Linked DNA regions of Mus musculus: region 1 is linked to region 2. The links are chromatin contacts, called in public Hi-C maps. All regions are on one chromosome and are shown on one strand. Each heading gives the region's core, a stretch centred on a gene start, on an enhancer-like site or on the middle of the called end of the contact. The rest is flanking DNA. Distances are from core to core; before and after follow the strand shown.

What was found. A called contact is a pair of places that touch in the nucleus more often than the background predicts.
Region 1: a contact with region 2 is called in a Hi-C map of the HPC-7 cell line, with 4 times the contacts expected there. The contact joins two enhancer-like sites. A contact is called at or near these places in 1 of 39 promoter capture datasets (the 3T3-L1 cell line), 6 of 484 Hi-C or Micro-C datasets (the 3T3-L1 cell line, 3T3-L1-derived adipocytes, the HPC-7 cell line and 3 more) and 1 of 115 datasets of contacts at active chromatin or transcription factors (embryonic stem cells).

The regions. Positions count from the first base shown.
Region 1 is chr2:75,052,475-75,057,221 of GRCm38.p6, reverse strand. No RefSeq gene overlaps it. Among named protein-coding and RNA genes, the nearest start is that of Gm46748, 6.8 kb to the left of the region's middle. Within about 2 kb of position 1,846, at least 77 of the 459 cell types and tissues checked have an H3K27ac peak or open chromatin away from gene starts, as enhancers often do. A contact at or near this core is called in the HPC-7 cell line, where this site is marked.
Region 2 is chr2:74,878,357-74,883,155 of GRCm38.p6, reverse strand. No RefSeq gene overlaps it. Among named protein-coding and RNA genes, the nearest start is that of Mtx2, 55 kb to the right of the region's middle. Within about 2 kb of position 3,450, at least 2 of the 459 cell types and tissues checked have an H3K27ac peak or open chromatin away from gene starts, as enhancers often do. A contact at or near this core is called in the HPC-7 cell line, where this site is marked.

The DNA.
Region 1 (4,747 bases), core at 597-3,096, 180 kb before region 2:
AGGACAGTGATACCATTAGTACAGTTGTAATAAATACCCCAGGGTTATTTACAAGAATCCACAGTCCTTAAACCATCCATTTTGAGATAGAAGCCTATTTTAAATTGTATGAAGCATTTCTAATTAACTTTTATCACCAACTCAATAATTAGAATCCTATACCACCAAGAAACCTTTTAACCTTTACTTTATAAGATAGCACGGAGAGGACTTTGGCCATGATCTGCTGAAGTCCCTCGCCTTGACATGGGGAAATTTAAGGTAATCAACGGTCATGTAAGGACCCCAGGGAATGGGTGGCAAAGCCGACACAGAGGCCTATGGCTGACTCCCAGGTGCTCACACACTGCATCTCACCTTTGCTTCCCTCAGAGGAGCTACTCAAATCACCCTTGCTTCTCGTGATAAAGCAGCTTTCCCAACATATTGTAGACCTACTGGTAGGTAAGTTTGAAGCTGTAAACCCACCCCGCAAGAGGTAAAGAGTTAGAAAGGTAAGCGCACGTTCCATCCAACTCTGTCAGCAATGGCTCTGTGCCCAGCTGTGTAGTCAGAGCAGGCCTTACTCTTGAATCTACAGAGCCTAGGGTGGCCCTGGCCACTGAAAGGTCTCAAGGAAAGTCTTGGCTAAAGACTTAGGGGCTGGGGCTGAGCAGTGCACTTTGCCCTTCCGTGTAGTGCCTTCAACACCTGGCTTAGTGCCTAGTGGCTGTGGGGTTTAATCTGATGTGTTAGAAGGCATCCTATGAATTGCCATTTCTTTGCCTGTTGCTGTGATCTCTTTAAATGGAAACTGTTACAGCTGGGGGATACGTAGCACTATTATTTAAACAATAACATAACACGCTATGGTGTTCAACAACTTTGTGATGGCCTTGCTGTTGCTGCTCTCGTGCCTTATTCCTGCAGAGACAATGGCATGTTTGGTCTTTTCTTTCTTTCTCTCTCTTTCTCTCTCTCTTTCTTTCTTTTCTTTTTTTTAATAAGAAAGAGGTAGCACAATGCCGTTCTGTGGTGATGGAAGAATTCGGATCATGGCGTTGGTACGTATATCTACACATACGATGACATTGCATAGAACTATATTCACACAAGAATGAGCGCACACAGAGCAGGTGGGACAAGAATAAATCGCATGAACTGTACCCATGTTGGTTTCCTGTGTTGACAGCATACTAGAGTCTTGTTAAATGTCACTATTGGGAAAAGCCAGGTAGTGCACAGGTCTTATTTATGCTATTCCGAAGCTTCCTGAGAACATGAAATTATTTAAAAATTTAAATTTCATTTAAAGTGAAATCAGGAGTTTTCATTTTTTGAAACGTCCAAGAGATTTCATTAAAGAGGTTTTTCACTGTTTCCTCTGCTTTTGAAAAGAATCCATTGGCTAAAATTCTCATCTCCTCCTAGAGATTACTACTATTAAAAAATATACAGCATTTTAAATTTTAATATTAAAATATATAGCATTTTTACCAGGCAATGTGGTTGTAAAGTCTGAGACATGTTTCTGGTTTGTTTTTATGTCACTCATTTAAAAATATTACACTTTGAAGTGTAGATTATCCGTGCTGAAGTGTAAAATACTGATCATCAGCAGGCAACTTTAAAATTATAATAAAATCAGAGTGGCTGTTACTTTAAGAATGTAAACGCCTGCAGGAAGAAACTAGAGAAAACGGGTTTTAGGCCTCATTATGTTCTTAAGAAAATATAGGAACATGCCCCCTCCCCAAACAACATTTTTTTTTTTTTGTTTTGTTTTTTTCATTTACTTCCCTGAGACATTCTCTTTTCTTTTAAAAAGCTGGCCGACTCAGAATGAAGGGACAAATTTGTATTTGGCCACTAGGTGGCACTGTTGGTGGCGTCGTGGGCTATATGGAGGGGGGAGGGGAAATTGAAAGCAATCTATTCGAGGAACTTGGGGTTTTTTTGTTTATTTGTTTTTGTCTTTTGTTGTTGTTTTGTTTCTTTTGGGGGGAGTGTCTTGAGGGTTTGCTTTAAGTAAAGAGAGAGGGGAGGGAGGGACGGGAGGAAGGAAGGAAGGGAGGAAGGAAGGAGGAAGGAAGGAAGGAAAGAGAAATCCTGTCTTCCCCCAGAGGTATGACGTGGAAAGGAAAGCTTTAAGCAGCCCTTCCCCCAAGCCTTGCCCCCTCAACCCCCATCCCCGTCACCACCGTTCAGACCACAGGAGGATGTTAGGATGGAGCGTCCTGTGGAGCCATGTGACACCTAACAAAAAGGGCTATGAAAGGCATATCCGTTTCAATAACCCCGCCACCCCGCTGGAAAGCAGAGCTAGGTTCTCACTGTCCCCAAGCCTGACTCTGTAAGCTGTGGTGAGATGCAAAATGTGGGACCCAGGCCAGGGGCAAAGGGACAGCTAGGGTCGCCAGGTTGTGAACAGGGAGGTAAATACGATTCCTGCGTATCCTCGAAGTGCAGTTTAGTTCTGCATGTGGCTCTAAGAAAGGAGAACCCTTTCAAATCCAAGGGCCAGCCCATCCAGAACAAAGACTTTACAGGCATAATCGCCAGATTTGTGTGGCCTGAGAGCTTTGCAGGCATGGTGCCTGGCCCGGTGTAGGATGGGATTTCTTGGTCCAACCTGCCCCAGAAGCTGCTGCCACAGGCTAGTGAAATTTCAAGGAGGTCTCTGTCTGCTGTTTAACTCTTCCACTTTTCTGAGGGGGCTGTAGAAAGTGAGTTCTAGAAAACCCAAAAGCTGGCACGGGAGATAAGTAGGAACAGAGAACATGGAGCGAATGAACACCACCCCCCCACCCCCCCCATGAACGCCTGGAGAACCATTTTAAATGGAGATATGGATTGAAACCTAAAACCTTGAACTTCCTACTTAAAAATAGCCCCTTGAAAATTAGCGGCATACTCGGTTGCATCAGATGATCATGTCTATCCTGTGCCATACATTCTCCATCCAGGGTTAGTAATTTCATTTTAACCACAGTCCTGGGCAAGGCAGTGAGACAAATGTGTGTACAAATGAGGGGGAGTTAGCAGCTGATACTGACCACGTGCCACATATTCAGCATCTCCTGTGTATTAACTCACTGTGGTGCTGTAAATGAGAAGAACCCCATAGGTCATATGACGGAATGCTTGGTCCCCAGTTAGTGTAAGGATTAGGAGGTATGACCTTGCTGGAGTGGGTGTGGCCTTGTTGTAGCTGGCCGTGTCACTGTGGACAGGTTTTGAGGTTTCAAACACTGCTTCTGCATCAGGGTGTAGCTCTCAGCTACTTCTCCAGCACCAAGCCTGCTTCCATGTTCTCCATGGGAAGAATAAGAATAGGAAGAAAAATATGCTAGCTCTCTGAGGCTGTAAGCAAGCCCCCATTAAATGTTTTCTTTTATAAAAATTGCCTTGGCCATGGAGTCTCTTCACGGCAATAGAATAGCAACTAAGACACTCACCAAGTCCTCAAAAAAAAAAAAAAAATACAAGCAGGTTCTAATTATTATTCTCACCACAGAAGAGAAAAATGTCAGGGAGACTCAGTATCTTGTCAACAGTTACAAGGTCTGCCCCCCCCCCCCCCCAGTTCCATTCACACCATCTCTGAGCTACAAAAGCCAAGCCCTGTCCAGGTAACCCAGCCTGCCCTGGTTGGATCTGCCATCTTGTCTCTTGTGAACTGCCTATCCAGTTCGGATGTTAATTATCCAGACCCAGATGTTTCACAATGTGCTCTGTCTACCTACTGCACAATGGCCAGGCACTACACCAACAGATAAAAGCATCCTGGGATGAGCGGTACCAGTCTTTGCTGACTATGCCTTTTGAGAAAGACAGCTTCAGCCACTGCGGCAGCCAAACCATGAGACATGTCTCTGGATGAAGTTCTCATATTCTCATATTTGCACACACTCTCTCACCAGAATCAGCCACCTAACTACTGTGACTTACATGATACTAACTTCCAAAACGTGTAAGTGGTGATGTTTAGTAGGAAAACATGTTGTTTCCAAGAGGATTATTCTTTTCTTCTTTCTTTTTTTTAATGCCCCAGACACAAATATACACTGAGATATTGCCAAAGAAAGTTCAAGCCAACTGTATAACTACACTTAAAATAGAAAGCTACAAAAAAAAATGCCATTGGGGAACTGTCTTGAAAAAGAGAGAAAGAAAGAAAGAAAGAAAGAAAGAAAGAAAGAAAGAAAGAAAGAAAGAGAGAGAGAGAGAGAGAGAGAGAGAAAGAAAGAAAGAAAGAAAGAAAGAAAGAAAGAAAGAAAGAAAGAAAGAAAGAAAGAAAGAAAGAAAGAAAACCAGAAACTTGCTCCCTAATAAGATTGTTGCTGAAACCAGGTCTAATAGAATGAATAGATTCTATCCAGCAACAGTGTTGCAATTTGTCAGTAATGGATGTGAGGAAGCCTGTTTCCTTAGTTGGAATGAAGCCATAATTAGTAGATAGCTGGGAAAAATGAAAGGAGAAAGAGAGAGATCAGAAATAAATCCAGAGGAAATATTACTCTTTAAAAAAAAAACAAAACAAGACAACACAAAACAAAAGAATCAGAGTATATTCAGAAGGTTTTGTGGGCTGAGCTGTCAGACTCCTTGCTCCTGTTGTCTTTCCTGTGAGCCAGAGTCATTGCTGTCAGTCAGTTCCCTGATGTGCCCAGGTTCACACATATGCACCAGCAATGGGGACGGGCTTCCATGGTTGTACAGCCGATGCATCTGTAGCACACACAAAAATGTAAGACTAACAAAAGAG
Region 2 (4,799 bases), core at 2,201-4,700:
TCAGTCACACAGAGCTTCCTATTTAAAAATCAGAGGGTCATAAAACAAAACAAAAGGCCCAAATGTAAAAAAAAAAGGGGGGGAGGGGGATCTATAGGGAGAAGGTGGAGAGAACAAGGATAGAAAAGAAGGTAGAAGATAAAAATAAACACTGCATTTTATATGCACAAAACTGTCAAAAACAAAACAAAACACCTTAAGTATTCTAAAAAGCAAACACCACACATCAGATCAGGTTTGCTTTGGGATCCAGAGCCATCAAAGGTGTCTTGGTGGTGTTTCAACACCATTTCCAGAAATTAAACACACACAACTGAAAATAACAGGCGACGGACAGGCCCGGAGCTAGATGGTAGAATGTCTGTCTGGCACACATGGAAGCACTAAGTTTAATTAATAACACTTTTTTTAAAAGGCAGTTAACAAAATTCCCATCCATATTTGCCATTTGTGATTACCTGTTACTCTTTCAATTAATGGCAAAATGGGAAAAAAAGGGGGCATACATATGTTAACAATAAAATTAGAAGGAAAATGAGCATGGTGGGTTTTGTGAAATGAGACTTAGGGAGTTTGTATGATGCAGCCAGCAAGCCCCTAGGAGTCTACTGTGACAAGCTCAATTTACATGTTATAAAATGAGCATTGTCAAGGCTTCCCCCTTTCCAGGCCCTTTGTTCTCTTACGCCCTTAAAGTACCAAGTACATGGTACTGAATATCTGTTACACTGCGGGAGATCCTGGGCAGCTTTAATGGACTATGACAGATCAGTGCTGACTAAAACTCTCGTGGAGACTTCCTGTTGCATGTCCAACTCGACACACCCAAAACCGATCTCCAAATCTCTCAAAAATGTCCTTTGTTTTTCTAACACTCTGGATCCCATCTTCATATCACATCCAATGATCTTTCATTTCTGTTGTTAGCCTTTCCTTCCAAACTTTTCTCAGAACTGGCCCCTCTGTGTTCTTTTTTCTTTGTATCTTCCTGATTATGTAGCACTTGCTACATAAGCTTAATAAATGACCCGTCTGTCTGTTTCTTGGTTACAGGTGGCATAATGGCCAATCAAGTCATCATATTATTTTCTCCAATAAAAATAACACAAGTTTCTGGAGCACTTCATCCTCCACAATCTCCATTTTTTCTTTACACCAAGATAGTGAGGCAGATGGAATCAGCATTAAGATTTCCACTCTGTAAAGGAGAAGGCTCAGACTCAGAGAGGGACTGAGCTGTCTGATATGCGGATGCTGCTACCATGTGGAGCCACGAGTCTGACTCAAGTCCAGAACTCAAGTTCTGATTCCAAGTCCAGTGCAATTTCCATGCACAGGTTTATCTAAAACAAACACGTGCTGCCAAAATGTATAAATTACTTAATCTAGTTCAAATTTACTTCTAAATTCATCTTCCATGGCCATTTCAGATAGTTTGTGTCAACCACATTGCTTTAGCTATCCATGACATTTACTGCCACTTTTTGCCACAGATTTGCAGTATCTTTATTTATATCCTGACTTGGATTCCTTCAGGAATATAGCCCGGAGAAGTATAAATGGGTCATATGGCAGTTCAATTTTCAGTTTTTAGAAGCACTAGCTGAGTTTTGTTAGTCGACAGTTTTCATATTTGTGGTTTCAATCCTGGCACTATAGGAGGAGACCAAATACAGAACCCTTGATGATCCTTCTATTAAAGATGCTTTTGACTTGATACGTTCTTTTAAAAGTCATTGTCAAAGGAGCTTAAAATAAAGCCACCCTTTTTCATGGACTATTTCAGAAGTAAAGGTCTCATTTGATACATTGTATTCTGATTCGGTGTGCATGGAAATAGTGTTCTTTAACTACTATTGAAGACCACTGGAAGAAGAAATATGTTATTAATCTACAGTAATTATCATATGCATAAAGCTTTAACAAAATAAAAAAGGAAACAGTTTATTCTAGTATTTAACTATAAACACACAGATATACATGATATAAAAATCACAAGGTAATTTCTAGTGCAACAACAAAGTTTAGCAATTGAATCTGTCATTCAGGAATATTTTCTCCTCTTGTTTGAAAATACAATTTTTCAAGACTTTCAATACTTATTAAAATACACTTTCTGAAAAGCAAACTATGTAATCCTGATTTCTTTGTATTCAATCCTTAGCACACGTTTACCTTCCCCAACGTATGATCACTGCATGCCCTTGTCTAACTCTTTACATGTGCCATTTCTAGGCCTACCAACTGATGTTTCTCCTGTTTCCTTGTACATTTTGCCTTTTATTTTTCCTCATTGGATTCTAGACACATCTAGAGACTGCCATACCCGGGGATCCATCCCATAATCAGCCTCCAAACACTGACACCATTGCATACACTAGCAAGATTTTGCTGAAAGGACCCAGATGTAGCTGTCTCTTGTGAGGCTATGCTGGGGCCTAGCAAACACAGAAGTGGATGCTCACAGTCAGCTATTGGATGGATCACAGGGCCCCCAATGGAGGAGCTGGAGGAAATACCCAGGGAGCTGGGGGGATCTGCAACCCTATAGGTGGAACAACAATATGAACTAACCAGTACCCCCCTAGAGCTCCTGTCTCTAGCTACATATGTATCAGAAGATGGCCTGGTCAGCCATCAGTGGAAAGAGAGGCCCATTGGTCGTGAAGACTTTATATGCCCCAGTACAGGGGAACGCCAGGGCCAAGAAGTGGGAGTGGGAGGGTGTGGGGAATTTTTGGGATAGCATTGGAAATGTAAATGAAATAAATACCTAATAATAATAATAAAAAAAAAAAAAGAAGAGTGACAAAGCTGCCTCCTGGATTCTTGGAGTTCAAGGCCAACCTAGTCTAGGCCACCCAAGGATACACTAAGACATTGTCTCAAAAAAAAAAATCATTGTTTCAATAATCATTTTAATATTTTCTAATGTAATATTTAAACAAGTTATTTTTCCATTTCTGTACTTTGGTAACAAAGAAAACCAAAAGCTGGTGTGACTGCAGCACAGTTCTATAGAAGGGAAAAATAATGAAACAAACAAAAGCTGGCCTGAGCAAGCTGGTCCTGTTTCCTCTTACATGCCCCATTCTGTATTGGTGAGAGCAGATAATGAGTAGTGCTTTTCCTTTGTAACAATTCATTAATCAGAGAAATGATCCTTGCTGGTGTTTAGATGTTTTACTTAATTTGGTACCTCTGGCCTGCTGCCCCACTCCTGCCAAAATTATTATTTCTCACCCAGCAGGTGATAAATAACAACTTCACTCGTGATTAATACCATGAATCCTTCAACCTGACTAATGCAAGGGAAAAAAAAAGAAAAACCCAACTTGAGACCTAGAGAACAAGTGGGTGATAATTGTGAGGCCCGAGGAAGCTCTGCTCCACTTGTGAGGGGAACATCCACAGGAAATGAGGCGTTTGCCCACAGTCCAGCTGATCCTCTGAGGTTTCATTAAGCCCATCTCAGCAATACTCGCCTGTGCGGTCCCAGTGCTGGGTTTGCTTGTTCCTAACACTCTAAAGGTTCTAAGTACCTTTAGAGAAGAGAAACCACCAATGTGCTTCTGCCTACATTTAAATATATATTAAATGGGTGAGTGACCAAATAATAAATGAGAAAATGGAATTCTTACCCAAGTATTAGACACTGTAACGGGTCATTTGGGAGCTACACACGTTCTCTCATTACTTCTGAAACACTGCAATCGTGTACAAATGTAGCTTTGCTCAAAGCCACAGCAAAGTTAACATTTGCTACTAGTAAAAAGGAAAGCTCTTCACAATGGCCAATAACTAAAGCCACATGATGCCATCAACTTTATTACTATTGTTTAGCACTAGACACAACTTAAGCGCCAGCGGTCCTTAGTCAGGCAGAGGGTAAGATGTACTACAGAGAAAGCTCCTTGCCTCCTCAGCAAATGCCTTTACATTGCTTTTTTTTTTTTTTTTTTTTTTTTTTGAGATGGGATTTCACTGACTAACCCTGGAGGCCCTGACACACACTGTGTAGGAAAAGGTGGCCTTGCACTCAGAGATCTGTCTGACTCTTGTGTGTTGGAATTAAACCACCATGCCCACTGGTACATCACAGTTTTAGTCCCAAGTCAACGGGTTTGTGAAGGGAGTCAATCAGATGAATGTAGCCCAAGATATGTTTGACAGACAAGTAGTTTTATTTTAACTTTTTAAAAATTTTAATGCCGTTACATAGATGGATGGGTCCTAACATGGCAGAGCTCCCACTAATAACACCTGTCTGCCTTTCTGATTGAGTGTGTGACGGCTGCTTAAATGGAGAGGCAGGGAGCAATGACAACAAGGCATACAGTCATGTGGATAAAATGACATGGCCACAAGCTGACATTCTCAAAAATCACACACTAGGTACTGAATTCTTCAACCAAAACCTGTTTTACTTTATCTAAAGCGATGTGTGGTATAGCACCAAATCACTTGAGAACTGTACAGTGGTATAAGAGACAAGGAAGGAGGTACAGGAGACTAACAACCGGGCTGGGTGTCTGGCTTAACCAGAATCTGAAGTGACTAGCCTAAGGCTGGAGCTCATTTCCCGGAATGTTTCCTTGCACTAGGAGGACAGAGACCTAGATGAACAGCCAAGTGTAACTAGGCCTCAAGAATCCTTAAGGCTCAGCACTAGCCTGGGCTACCCCTAAAGCTTTAAAAAGGAAGTCTCTATTTTCTACGATTCAGAGAACAAAAGAGAATTATTATTTATTTAATTAAACCTTATTGGGCTATAATTTATATACAGTAAAATGCAGTTT